Linked DNA regions of Oncorhynchus mykiss: region 2 is linked to region 1. A link is a contact called in public Hi-C data. All regions are on one chromosome and are shown on one strand. The core of a region is the stretch at or near the end of the contact, and the rest is flanking DNA. Distances in the headings are between cores, read along the strand shown.

Evidence for each region. Hi-C and Micro-C count contacts between places; a contact is called where the count stands out from the background.
Region 2: a contact with region 1 is called in a Hi-C map of liver, with 7 times the contacts expected there. The contact joins the promoter of LOC110503494 here to the promoter of LOC118944023 in region 1. A contact is called at or near these places in 2 of 3 Hi-C or Micro-C datasets (blood and liver).

The regions. Positions count from the first base shown.
Region 1 is chr24:4,034,489-4,041,519 of USDA_OmykA_1.1, forward strand. LOC118944023 (transmembrane protein 160-like) reads right to left here and starts at 2,565. Exons shown (of 4, transcript XM_036961397.1): 1 at 2,255-2,565; 2 at 2,121-2,145; 3 at 228-320; 4 at 1-60. The coding sequence starts at 2,473.
Region 2 is chr24:4,171,734-4,178,764 of USDA_OmykA_1.1, forward strand. LOC110503494 (striatin-4) reads left to right here and starts at 4,496. Exons shown (of 19, transcript XM_036961064.1): 1 at 4,496-4,504; 2 at 5,134-5,631. The coding sequence starts at 4,496. It also overlaps the pseudogene LOC110503493.

The sequences.
Region 1 (7,031 bases), core at 1,315-3,814:
GGCTGCCCACGTAGGACGCCCCGCCGAACGATACACACACACCACCCAGGATGAAGAAGACTGGGGGAGAGAGAGAGACAGAGGCGGAAAGATTGATTACCGATAGCAGTATATTTATAATGGGTGTGTGCGTGGGTGTGTTTCAGCAACGTTAAGGACTTTTCTGATAATTATGCTTCGCTGCGACAGAATAGAGCCTTGCCCCTGGCCCTTCCTAGCCTCCTTACCATAGCCTGCTTCTCGTCCTACGTCACTCTGGACGAAAGCGATGACCCCGATACCGGTGGCCAGGAGTCCGTTACGGAACCAAGACAGGAAACCTAGAACAGAACAACACAGAGATTACAGCCCAGTCTGAAAACAACCCCCTCATCCCTTCCTCTAACCCTATCAGTGTTTGCAGTCAGGAGCTTCTCCCATGTTGCGGAGGTTCATGGATTCAGATGTGTAAACATAGCCTAGAGACGCATGCAGAACTTCTTACACTTCAACAACTAATCTAACTGTGCCAACAGGAATTCTAACAAAAATGCATAGCATAGTAATTAAATAAATAGCCTGTCTTTAAACCTCTTCCTAATCTACAGTGCCTTCGGAAAGTATTCAGACCCCTTGACTTTTTCCACATTGTTACGTTACGGCCGTATTCTAAAATGTACAAAAATGTTTTTTTTCCCCCATCAATCTACACACTATACCCCATAATGACAAAGTGAAAACAGGTTTTAAGAAATGTTTGCACATTTATTACAAATAAAACAACAGAAATACCTTATTTACATAAGTATTCAGAACTTTTTCTATGAGACTCGAAATTGAGCTCAGGTGCATCCTGTTTCTATTGATCATCCTTGAGATGTTTCTACAACTTGATTGGAGTCCACCTGTGGTAAATTAAATAGATTGGACATGATTTGGAAAGGCACACACCTGTCTATATAAGGTCCCACAGTTGACAGTGCACGTCAGAGCAAAAACCAAGCCATGAGGTCGAAGGAATTGTCCGTAGAGCGCCGAGACAGGATTGTGTCGAGACACAGATCTGGGGAAGGGTACCAAAACATTTCTGCAGCATTGAAGGTCCCCAAGAACACAGTGGCCTCCATCATTCTTAAATGGAAGAAGTTTGGAACCCCCAAGTCTCTTCCTAGAGCTGGTCGCCCGGTCAAACTGACAAATCGGGAGAGAACGGCCTTGGCCAGGGAGGTGACCAAAAACCCGGATGGTCATTCTGTGGAGATGGGAGAACCTTCCAGAAGGACAACCATCTCTGCAGCTCTCCACCAATCAGGCCTTTATGGTAGAGTTGCCAGACGGAAGCCACTCCTCAGTAAAAGGTACATGACAGCCTGCATGGAGTTTGCTAAAAGGCACCTAAAGGACTCTCAGATCATGAGAAACAAGATTCTCTGGTCTGATGAAACCAATGCTGAACTCTTTGGCCTGAATGCCAAATGTCACGCCTGGAGGAAACCTGGCACCATCCCTACGGTGAAGCATGGTGGTGGCAGCATCATGCTGTGAAGATGTTTTTCAGTGGCAGGGACTGGGAGACTAGTCAGGATTGAGGGAAAGATGAACAGAGCAAAGTACAGAGAGATCCTTGATGAAAACCTGCTCCAGAGCGCTCAGGACCTCATACTGGGGCGAAGGTTCACCTTCCAACAGGACAACAACCGTAAGCACACAGCCAATACAACGTAGAAGTGGCTTCGTGACAAGTCTCTGAACGTCCTTGAGTGGCCCAGCCAGAGCCCAGACTTGAACTCGATTGAACATCTCTGGAGAGACCTGAAAATAGCTGTGAAGAGACATTCCTCATCCAACCTGTCAGAGCTTGAAGAATGAGAGAAGCTTTTAGTGTCATACTCCAGGCTGTAATCGCTGCCAAAGTAGTGCGTAAATGGTCAAAATACTTATATAAATGTAATCAGTTTATTTTAATTTTATAAATTTGCAAAAAAATCGAAACCTGTTTTTGCTTTGTCATTATGGGGTATGTGTAGATTTGAGAGGGGGGGTAATTTCATCCATTTTAGAATAAGGCTGTAATGTAACAAAATGGGGAAAAAGTCAAGGGGTCTGAATACATTCCGAATGCTCTGTAAATGTGCAGTTACCGGTTTCGTGGGACTTTCTCAGCATCTGCAGAGCAAACAATAAGACAAATCCCAGTGATTTAGAAAGGTGCTTGATGTCAGCACACACATATCATTTCTGTAATGCAGGAAGGAGTCTATTCATTGTAATTTACCAAGGCATCCGCCTTATCGAGTTCTGTCAGCTGATGATACTCGGGAACCCGAGCCTTGCCCCATGGCTCCTTCTCAACCACCCATTTCCGCGAAGACCCGTGGACTCTCCTCGCCGGCAGTCCTCCGAGGTACTGCGGCCGGACGTGTTTCACAACCCGGGCGAACTGAGATGCAATCCGCGGCAACTGTCCGCAAGTAAACCAACTCAAGGCAGCCATAGCTCGCTAAAAACACGACCTTAGCATGCCCTGTGCACTTTCACACTGCAAACGTCACACGGAAGGAGGTGGTGCTCCCGTGCACAATGTTGGGAAATGTATTATTTGTAGCGCCGTCCTGCGTTTGGTATGTAAAATAAACCGTGCCATATTCTTCCCTTATTACATGTGTATTTTATTTTTGTAAACGTTTAACGTAGTCTGTTTCTCTTTTACCACTGGTTTCCTCTCTCGGTACATCTGGTTAATCTCTTTATACTTTTCCTGCACTTTGTGTTTAGCTTATTCAGCCACCAGATGGCGCCGATAGACCTCAACATGGAGTCCATTATCACATAAGGCCAATGGAACAGTTTTAGTGTTTCAAATTGTTTGTGTGACAGGGAAGGAACCAACGACCCTGTAAGGATTACAAGGGAACATGTAAACGGTATGAAGCCACCTTTGCACCTGGTGACGCTTTCAACTTTTTCTACATGGTCCTGTGTAGAATGTGTGCCTGGCTTTAATTGCTGTGCCGGGCTTTATTGCTGTGCCTGTCTGTTATGCTCATGTGGCCAACCATGCAGTCTGATTGAGAATAAATGTTTGAGGTGTGATTCATTGTAGTGAGAACCAAATGCAACACAACACTTCTGTGTTATTTGTTTGACAACATTCCATGTGTTTTTGTAAAGTTATGCCTCCAGTGCCCTTTAAGTTTCCAGCTGGTTTGTGTTCGGACAGGCTTTATAAATGTGCCTGTGATGCTTGTCATTTGGTGCCAAGCAGACAGGGTGGCGTGAGTGGTGAAACAGAAGCCAGTGTCTGTTCTTTTGAGTTTACAGGTTGAATCTGTGCCTGAAAAAGTGAACTGCGAAGATGGCGCCGAAGAACATGGCCGACGTTTTAAATTCATTTTTTATTTATTGTGTACATGTGCTGTAATGTTGCTGCTACCGTCTCTTATGACCGAAAATAACTTCTGGACATCAGAAAAGTGACATTTTTTCCTTTTAATGAGTCCCGACAAGAAGGATATCCTGCTTTCACTGGAACAGGCCCAGATCCACGCCTTTGCGTGAAGATAAGATGGCGGAAAAGGGGATCCTTCTGAGAATCCGGAGGCCAGCGAGTAAACTCCCACTGCCTTCCATTCTCCTTGCTAACGTGCAATCGTTAGAAAATAAAATGGATGACCCACTATTAAGATTATCCTACCAACGGGACATTAAAAACTGTAACATCTTAAGTTTCACCAAGACGTGGCTGAACGAAGAAACGGACAATATAGAACTGGCGGGATCTTCCATGCACCGGCAGAACAGAGACGCTACCTCTGGTAAGACGAGGGGTGGAGGTGTGTGTCTTTTTGTCAATAACAGCTGGTGCGCGATGTTTAATATTAAAGAAGTCTCGAGGTATAGCTCACCTGAGGGAGAGTACCTTATGATAAGCTGTCGACCACACTATCTACCAAGAGAGTTCTCATCTATATTATTCATAGCCGTCTATTTACCACCACAAAGCAAAGCTGGCACGAAAACCGCTCTCAACCAACTCTATAAGGCCATAAAGAAGAAAATGCTCACCCAGAAGCGGTGCTCCTAGTGGCCAGGGACTTTAATGCAGGCAAACTTAATCAGTTTTACCAAATTTTTACCAGAATGTCACATGTGCAACCAGGGGGAAAATAATCCTAGACCACCTTTACTCCACACACAGAGAAGCATACAAAGCTCTCCCCAGCCCTCCATTTGGCAAATCTGACCACAAATCTATCCTCCTGATTCCTGCTAACAAACAAAAACTGAAGCAGGAAGTACCAGTCACTCGCTCAACACGGAAGTGGTCAGATGACGCGGATGCTACACTACAGGACTGTTTTGCTAACACAGATTGGAATATGTTCTGGGATTCATCCAATGGCATTGAGGAATACACCACCTCAGTCATCGGCTTCATCAATAAGTGCAACAGTGACGTCATCCCCACAGTGACTGTATGTACACATCCCAACCAGAAGCATTGGATTTCAGGCAACATCCGCATTGAGCTAAAGGCTAGAGCTACCGCTTTCAAGTAGTGGGAGACTAACCCGGACGCTTATAAGAAATCCCGCTATGCCCTCAAACGAACCATCAAACAAGCAGAGCATCAATACAGGATTAAGATTGAATCCTACTACACCGGCTCTGATGCTCATCAAATGTGGCAGGGCTTGAAAACTATTACGGACTTAAAAGAGAAACCCAGACGCGAGCTGCCCAGTGACGCGAGCCTACCAGATGAGCAACATTTATTTTTATACTGCTTCGAGGCAAGCAACACTGAATGCATGAGAGCACCAGCTGTTCTGGATTACTGTGTGATAACGCTCTCGTAAGCTGATGTGAACAAAACCTTTAAATAGTTACCAACTGTCAAGTGTCTTCACTGACATTTTCAACCTCTCCATGGCCGAGTCTGTAATACTTACATGTTTCAAGCAGACCACCATAGTCCCTGTGCCCAACGAAGCGAAGGTAACCTGCCTAAATGATTACTGCCCCATGGCACTCGCGTAAGAAGCCATGAAGTGCTTTGAAAGGCTGGTCATGGCTTACATCAACAGCATCCTCCTGGACACCCTAGACCCACTCCAATTCGCATACTGCCCAAACAGATCCACATATGACGCAATCTCAATCGCACTCCACACCACCCTTTCTCACCTGGACAAAAGGAACACCTATGTGAGAATGCTGTTCACCGACTACAGCTCAGCGTTCAACACTATAGTGCCCACGAAGCTCATCACTAAGCTAAGGACTCTGGGACCAAACACCTCCCTCTGCAACTGGATCCTGGACTTCGTGACAGGCCGCCCCAAGCGGTAAGAGTAGGCAAGAACACGTCTGCCACGCTGATCCTTAACACTGGGGCCCCTCAGGGGTGTGTACTTAGCTCCCTCCTGTATTCTCTGTTCACCCATGACTGTGTGGCTAAACACGACTCCAACACTATCATTAAGTTTGCTTACGACACAACAGTGGTAGGCCTGATCACCAACAACGATGAGACGGCCTATAGGGAGGAGGTCAGAGAACTGGCAGTGTGGTGCCAGGACAACAACTTCTCCCTCAATGTGAGCAAGACAAAGGAGCTGATCGTGGACTACAGGAAAAGGCGGTCCGAACAGGCCTCCATTAACATTGATGGGGCTGTAGTGGAGCGGGTCGAGAGTTTTAAGTTCCTTGGTGTCCACATCACCAATGAACTATCATGGTCCAAACATACCAAGACAGTCGTGGGGAGGGCACGACAAAACCTTTTTCCCCTCCTGAAACTTAAAAGATATGGAATGGCCACCCAGATCCTCAAATGATTCTACAGCTGCACCATCGAGAGCATCCTGACCACTTGCATCACCGCCTGGTATGGCAACTGCTCGGCATCTGACCGTAAGGCGCTACTGAGGGTAGTGCGGACGGCCCAGTACATCACTGGGGACAAGCTTCCTGCAATGCAGGACCTATATAATAGGTGATGTCAGAGGAAAGCCCAGAAAATTGTCAGAGACTCCAGTCACCCAAGTTATAGACTGTTTTCTCTGCTACCGCACGGCAAGCGGTACCGGAGCACCAAGTCTAGGACCAAAAGGCTCCTCAACAGCTTCTACCCCCAAGCCATTAGACTGCTGAACAACTCATAAAAACGCCCCACTGGCACTGAATCGGTACCAGTGCCCCTGTATATAGCCTCGTTATTCTTATTGTGTTGCTTTTTATTATGACTTTTTATTTTAGCTTACTTGGTAAATATTGTCTTCTCCTAAGAACTGCACTGGCGTTTGTGGCAAGTAAAGTTTGATTTGATGTTAGGATATATGTTATCCTGTACAAGCTTTTGTGCCAAATGCACTAAGTTGTTACATGTGTCAAGCTTATGGGCATGTGGCAGCAGTGTGTCGGAGGGAGGTTCCTAGGTGTGAGCACTGTGCAGAAGGGCATGAGACAAAGGAATGTGTAGCATTGGGGGAAAGTAGTGGAATGTGTTAATTGTAGGGGTGCCCATGGGGCTGGGGATCAGAAATGTCCCGTGCGAGAGAGAGGCAGGTTGAGGTTTCCAGGGTCAGAGTAGTGCAGAAGTCATAAGCTGAGGCAGTGAAGAAAGTCGAGGAAGATGGGTTTAGGGGGAGGGATCCTGAGAGGAGTGGTGTAAGTAGCAGATCTGTACCAACACAGAGGGATACAAAAAAACACACAAAAAAACATGTTTTTTTCTTTGTATCATCTTTTACCAGATCTAATGTGTTTTATTCTCCTACATTAATTTCACATTTCCACAAACTTCAAAGTATTTCCTTTCAAATGGTATCAATAATATGCATATCCTTGCTTCAGGTCCTGAGCTACAGGCAGTTAGATTTGGATACGTCATTTTAGGCTAAAGTTTTTTATAAATGCTAAAAATACAATCTTACGGAAAAATATATCACTTGTGGCTAACATTTATAGCAATGGTTATCAATTGTACTGCAGGGATGGAACAGAAGTCGCAGAAAAATTTAGGTTGTGGTGGCAGCAGCACAGAGGTA
Region 2 (7,031 bases), core at 3,246-5,745, 140 kb after region 1:
GATGACACACACACACACATTTAATTTAGAATATTGGATAAACTAGTGGATAGTTTCATAATTCATACCTGGGATTTGAATGTGCCCGCATGGACTGATAGAGCTTTATCCAAGGCCTCAGGTGAATATCCAAGTCAGAGTTGAAGAGAAAGCTCCTCATTTTACCACTGGGAAATGGGACGGCCATAATCGGCAAGCTGATGGAACGTGCCAAAGCCTACCCGGTGGCATCAGTCGACAGTTCGAAAGGTCAAAAGTCATACATCTCATACACTGAACACGAAGTGCACAAATCTCAAATAAGAAAGTGCATCAGTGCAACACATGTACTCCATGAAATATGTCTTTAGCTTTAGGACAGAATTGACCAACCAACACATTTATATTCATGACAATAATAACACAGGTATCGACACTGATTGTGTCAGATATTGCTTAACAGCAGCTGATGTTGTGGTGGATATGCCATTGGATATCTGGAAGCACTTTGAGCACCTGAAAATGACTAGGAAACTATGTGGTAATAATAGCTAATACTTCCTGGTACTATTTTAAAAGAAAAATCAAAACAATTGATAACCACCTTGTACTTAAATGGTACCCCCCCCCCAAAAAGATTGAATATAATTACTGTGTAATTACCATTTTACCATGTCATTTCTTACTAAATACCTGGTCATGTATGTACCGGAAAATGATGTGCACCAGAATACCGTTTTGAATGTGTAAATACTTTGTCTCTATACTTAACTTACAGCTTATACAGAATAATGGACCTCTGCAAGGAGTCTCCAATTGACCTGTCATGTAGGTACAGTTGAAGTCGGAAGTTTACATACACTTAGGTTGGAGTCATTAAAACTTGTTTTTCAACCACTCCACACATTTCTTGTTAACAAACTATAGTTTTGGCAAGTCGGTTAGGACATCTACTTTGTGCATGACAAGTAATTTTTCCAACAATTGTTTACAGACAGATTATTTCACTCATAATTCACTGTAGCACAATTCCAGTGGGTCAGAAGTTTACATACACTAAGTTGACTGTGCCTTTAAACAGCTTGGAAAATTCCAGAAAATGATGTCATGGATTTAGAAGCTTCTGACATAATTTGAGTAAATTGGAAGTGTGGATGTATTTCAAGGCCTACCTTCAAACTCAGTGCCTCTTTGCTTGACATCATGGGAAAATCCAAAGAAATCAGCCAAGACCTCAGAAAAATAATTGTAGACCTCCAAGTCTGGTTCATCCTTGGGAGCAATTTCTAAACGCCTGAAGGTACCACGTTCATCTGTACAAACAATAGTATGCAAGTATAAAAACCATGGGACCACGCAGCCGTCATACCGCTCAGGAAAGAGAAGTGTTCTGCCTCCTAGAGATGAACGTACTTTGGTGCGAAAAGTGCAGATCAATCCCAGAACAACAGCAAAGGACCCTGTGAAGATGCTGGAGGAAACAGGTACAAAAGTATCTATATCCACAGTAAAAACCAGTCCTATTACGACATAACCTGAAAGGCCGCTCAGCAAGGAAGAACACACTGCTCCAAAACCGCCATAAAAAAGCCAGACTACGGTTTGCAACTGCACACGGGGACAAAGATCGTACTTTTTTGAGAAATGTCCTCTGGTCTAAAAATAGAACTGTTTGGATATAATGACCATCGTTATGTTTGGAGGAAAAATGTGGAGGCTTGCAAACCAAAGAACACCAATCCAACCGTGAAGCACGGGGGTGGCAGCATCATGTTGTGGGGGTGCTTTGCTGCAGGAGGGACTGGTGCACTTCACAAAATAGATGGCATCATGAGAAGAGAAAATTATGTGGATATATTGAAACAACATCTCAAGACATCAGTTAAAGCTTGGTCTTCCAAATGGACATTGACCCAAGCATACTTCCAAAGTTGTGGCAAAATGGCTTAAGGACAACAAAGTCAAGGTATTGGAGTGGCCATCACAAAGCCCTATCCTCAAGCCTATAGAACATTTATGGGCAGAACTGAAGAAGTGTGTGCAAGCAAGGAGGCCTACAAACCTGACTCAGTTACACCAGCTGTCAGGAGGAATGGGCCAAAATTAACCCAACTTATTGTGGGAAGCTTGTGGAAGGCTGCCTGAAATGTTTGACCCAAGTTAAACAATTTAAAGGCAATGCTACCAAATACTAATTGAGTGTATGTAAACTTCTGACCCACTAGGAATCTGATGAAAGAAATAAAAGCTGTAATAAATAATTCTCTCTACTATTATTCTGACATTTCACATTCTTAAAATAAAGTGGTGATCCTAACTGACCTGAGACAGGGATTTTTTACTCGGATTAAATGTCAGGAATTGTGAAAAACTGAGTTTAAATCCATTTGGCCTAGGTGTATGTAAACTTCCGACTTCAACTGTATATGTTTTGGGTTGTGGCTCGAATCGTTTTGTCCTTTTGTCGGGCCACATGAAAGCTCCAAAGGTCCCAGCCACACCCCTCCCTCACAGCCGGCTCCTATCCAGCCTCTTCTTGGCAGGGTTTGGGTACTGGGGGTTCTCGATGACCCCCTCCCCAAACTTGAGCTCCAGGAAGGCGCGGTGGTTGTTCGGGCCGTAGGCGGTGACGCCGGCGAAAGGCATCGGCACCAGCGGCTGCAGGAAGTGCTCGGGGAACTCCACATCCTGTTTGTGCTCCATCCACGTGTCTTTGGTCATGACGCCGTTCCGCGGGTAGAAGGGCCACAGGTCCACGTGGAGGTGGTTAGCCTCGCTGTATTGCACCCGATAGAAGTCCCCCTCCACTGCCCGCTCCCACACATAGCCGTTAGCATCCACCAGAGAACCAGAGTCCAGGTTCTTCAGGTAGTCACAGTTGGGCACGTCCTCCAGGTAGATGCCCAGGTCCACATCATAGTCCCAGGGGATGATGTCCTGGTGGCGGGCCGCCCCCAGCAGGGAGCCTCCTTCCAGCCAGTAGCGCACCCCGGAGCTCTCCAGGATGTTGATCACATACTTGGTGGTCTCGCGGAGGGCGCGCAGGCAGCAGGGAGGTGTCCAGCGCTCCAGGTACAGGTACTCAGGGGTGTCGTCCCGGACAGTACCGAAGCAACGCTTCGTCTCCTTCCCACAGCCGTGCCACTGCTCCTTCCCATCAGCCAGTAGCAGACGCTTCAGCCCAAAGTTCCTCATCAGCTGGCTAGTGGCCTCCTTCAGATGGCTGTCTGCCTTCCACTGGTTGTGGGCTGAGCTGAAGAGAGGCCGGTGGCTGGGGAGAAGCAGGGGCTCTCCAGGAGCTTGACCTTCCAGCCATGCAGGGAGGTCTGGATGAAGAGTGAGGGCAGCAGGGGCCTCCCCAGTGGGACAGACAGGTTGAAGAGGTCCTCAGAGCGGATGAGGACCACCACGTCCCCCTGAAGGGCTGTACACACGCTACCACTGGTCCCAGACGCCGCTGTGGAATAGGTGGCCGTCCACTCTCTAAGGCTGACCCGCAGGTGCAGGCACTGAACGGTCGAGCGTGCCAACACTGGGGAAGCCACCAGCCCCACCCTCCCCCTCCAGCTCCCGGATCAGCCTCTCCACAGCCCGGCCCTGCTCCAGCTCCACCCCGTCAGGCACCAGCAGCACAAACTCTGTCTGAATGTGAAACTCTGGCCGGTGGGCCTGCGGAGGCTGCTCGGGGCTGGGGGAGAGCACCAGGAGACGGGCCCCCTCGGGGAGAGACAGAGGGGGGTAGGGCGGGGTGTCAGACACAGCCAGGAAGGGCAGCTCAGGTCTCTGGTGCAGGAAGGAGCGTGCCACATCACCGACGTAGGTCTCAAAATTCTCAAACTCCCGTAGGAGGACAGTCACACGAGGGCCGTGGCTGTTCCCCTCTCCCCCGACACCTCCAGCGCCAACCATCCCTGCGCCAATCCCTACCAGGCCCCCCATGCCGCCCTCCAGCCCGGAAGCAGGTAAGGCAGCCTTCCTGGAGCCCCTTCCTGGGTCCCGGCGTTTCTCCATCATCTGCTGCTGGGCTTGGAACACATAGTAAAGGATGAGCAGGTTCAGAGCGATGGCTCCAGTCAGAAGGCCCTGGCAGAAACTCACCCGCATGGCACCTCTTGCTGCACTCGTCTGGCTCAGGGAAAGGAGAAGGTATAGGATGGAGCTCTCTATTCAGAAAGCCTGTCCATAAACATCAGGACCCCATCGGTAAAGAGCTACAGCCTATGTGCATCGGAAGAGTAATGGCCAGCTGCTGGAATAGCTGAAATACACAGAAAACACAGGAATTTAAAATGAGTCCTTAAAAAAAGGATTCTAAAGCACTTCAGATGGCTGTGATAGGCTTTAGAGGCTGTAGTCTAGTTTATTACATTATATTCAAACGTCAAGGGACTAGGTGCAGTGTGTCTCACATACATGGACTGGATTGCCCTAGTTCTCTTCGGCCAATACTTTGACCTAGATTGTAACCGTAACTATAAATTACAGCCAAAATGAGCCACGGAGATGCTTCAAATTGATGCTCCGTGTAAGTATAGGCCTATGCTCCCTTCTAGAATTGCTACCGTAGGCTGTCAAGTATTGCTACAGCAATACTACCACATTTCCAGTACCTAGAACGGTGTCTGCATCATGCAATGTACTTTTTATGCTGTCAATTTAATGCTGACAGTAGACTACACCTATAATGCATGGCTTCTATGCAACCATGATCATTCTCCATCATTTCATAAAGACCACCCCACAAAATGACCCCTATAAACGCTTCATATGCAGGACTCGTTTGTCTTCCAATGTGAATCACGTTCTCCCCGTTATATTGCCTAACATTCTCCAACTCGTTAGAATGAAATAGCATACAAACCATAATGCGCGGAGCGTTACATCGAATTTGCTCGCTGTGTGGAAAGGTGGCTGAGCCAAGCACAAACACGGAGACACCACCGGTGCAATAGCGCTTACTGACAGTGTAAAATGTGAATGTTATACTGACAAATAAACTAAAGAAGTGTTCATACACTGGGAGTTCTAGATTATTATCAACACCGCGGTCTGTAACGTTATACCCTTGCTTTGCTGTTTTGGAAACGACCACAGGAAGCTTGCGTGAGATCACAATATGGCAGGAAGCGACGTCCTTGGTTACTGTAACGGGAGAGAGAGGGGAAAAAACGACCCCCCCCCCCCTGTAGTAGATTTGCTCTTAGCTCATTTTTTGGCACCGTTCCTCCACGGGAGTTCTTGCATTTACTCTTTACGCGAGAGAGGAAGAAAGAAGGTTCGAGCGTTAGAGCTGGGTTTGTGAGGGACGGGGTTGTTGTTATTGTTATCGCTACTTGTTTTCCCCACCTCCCTGTCCTGGCGAAAGCTCAAAGCGCTAAAATGGAGGCGGAAAGATCCGGCGGAGTAGCAGGGGGAACGAACCAGAACTCTGGAGGCAGCGGCGTGGGGCGCAACCCGAACGGGCCGAAATCAGTGCTCGGGCAGGCGACAACAGCAGCAGCGGCAGCGATGGCTGGATCGTCGCAGCCTCGAGAACCACAAGACGGCGACGCAGGCCTATCGCTTCCCGGGATCTTGCACTTTATCCAGTTCGAATGGGGACGCTTCCAGACCGAGAAATATCGTTGGGAAGCCGAGCGAGATGAACTCAGGGTAATTATAGTGTTATCATCAAGCAATAGCTGTGTAGACTATGTATTACTAGCTTGTTACGATTGAGAAAAAAGCTAGCCTAGCATTGCCAACATCCCACAGAAGTCACGATCGCTCCTCAATACTTTCCCCAATCGGACAGAATTACTGTCCACATAATCGCGAACCTATTCACCCCTATGCTCCTGGATAGCAGTTCTAAAGCTTTTTTGTGTGATCAAACCAAACCCAATATTTGGGGGTTCCAAAAAAATTTCACCGTTCTTGACTAGTCTAAAACACTGGGTTGTGGATTTATTTAATGTTCACCATCAATCACAGGACGCTCAATTATCCGTGTGTTTCACATTGAGGCGCAGTCACTGTCCGAGCCACACGCTGATCCCAACGCAGCCAGACATATAGTCCACATTGTCTAATTATAGCGGATCACACAGGTGGCGGTGTCAATAGGCTTTGTAGAGTTGCCCCAACGGTAATTAACGCCAGATGGTTGGACTCCGCTGTTCTTCAACCCCATCATGGTTTCTATTTTTCTCTCTGCGAGATTATGGTGGGTCACGTGACTCACTGTCAATTACAACAGGGATTCAGTGATGCGTCTGTAAATCCCGGAGCCACACACACACACACTAAAAAGACCGATGACGTAATGCGGTTCTTCCGCCGTTTACACACGTTCACATGTACACTCATGCCTGCCTGGGGAGTGCAAAGCGTGTTTTTTTTTATTGCTTTCCCCATCACGTGGCCTTCTCCTGTCAGCACGTTTAATTATAAGGATGCTGAATGAACATGAGCTGATGAAATACGAGTTTGCTTGATTATTTACAATAGCCTAAAGGTCTGTGTAGAAAAGCAATAGCATTCCACTGCTGTCAGTGTATTTCACTCTCCCGCTCCCTCTACCCTATAGGCTATAGCCTAGTTAGAAGTAGGAACTTTATATAATATGGATGAACCATAACAAACTGGCCGTGCTGATCTTATAGCAGTGTGGGGATTGAAGTCAGAAGTATGTCACCACCACCACTAGAGTCTTACTGGGAAGGATTACTGTGCATGAACGTGAGTGTGTGTGTGTGGTCTAGTTTTCACAGGCTCAATTAGCAGCAGAACTCGGGCCAGAAGAGAGAGAGAGAGAGAGAGAGAGAGAGAGAGAACACACAGTCATGCAGAGAGAGAGAGAGAGAGAGAGAGACAGACAGACAGACACAGACAGACAGACAGACAGACAGACAGACAGACAGACAGACAGACAAAGAGAAGTAAAGGGCGAAAGAACACATGGCCATGCACACAGAAAGAGACGATGAGCGAACAGAGAAATAGAAAGAGAGAAACCCACAAACAGACGAAGAGAGCAGAGAGAGAGAGCAGAGAGAGAGAGAGAGAGAGAG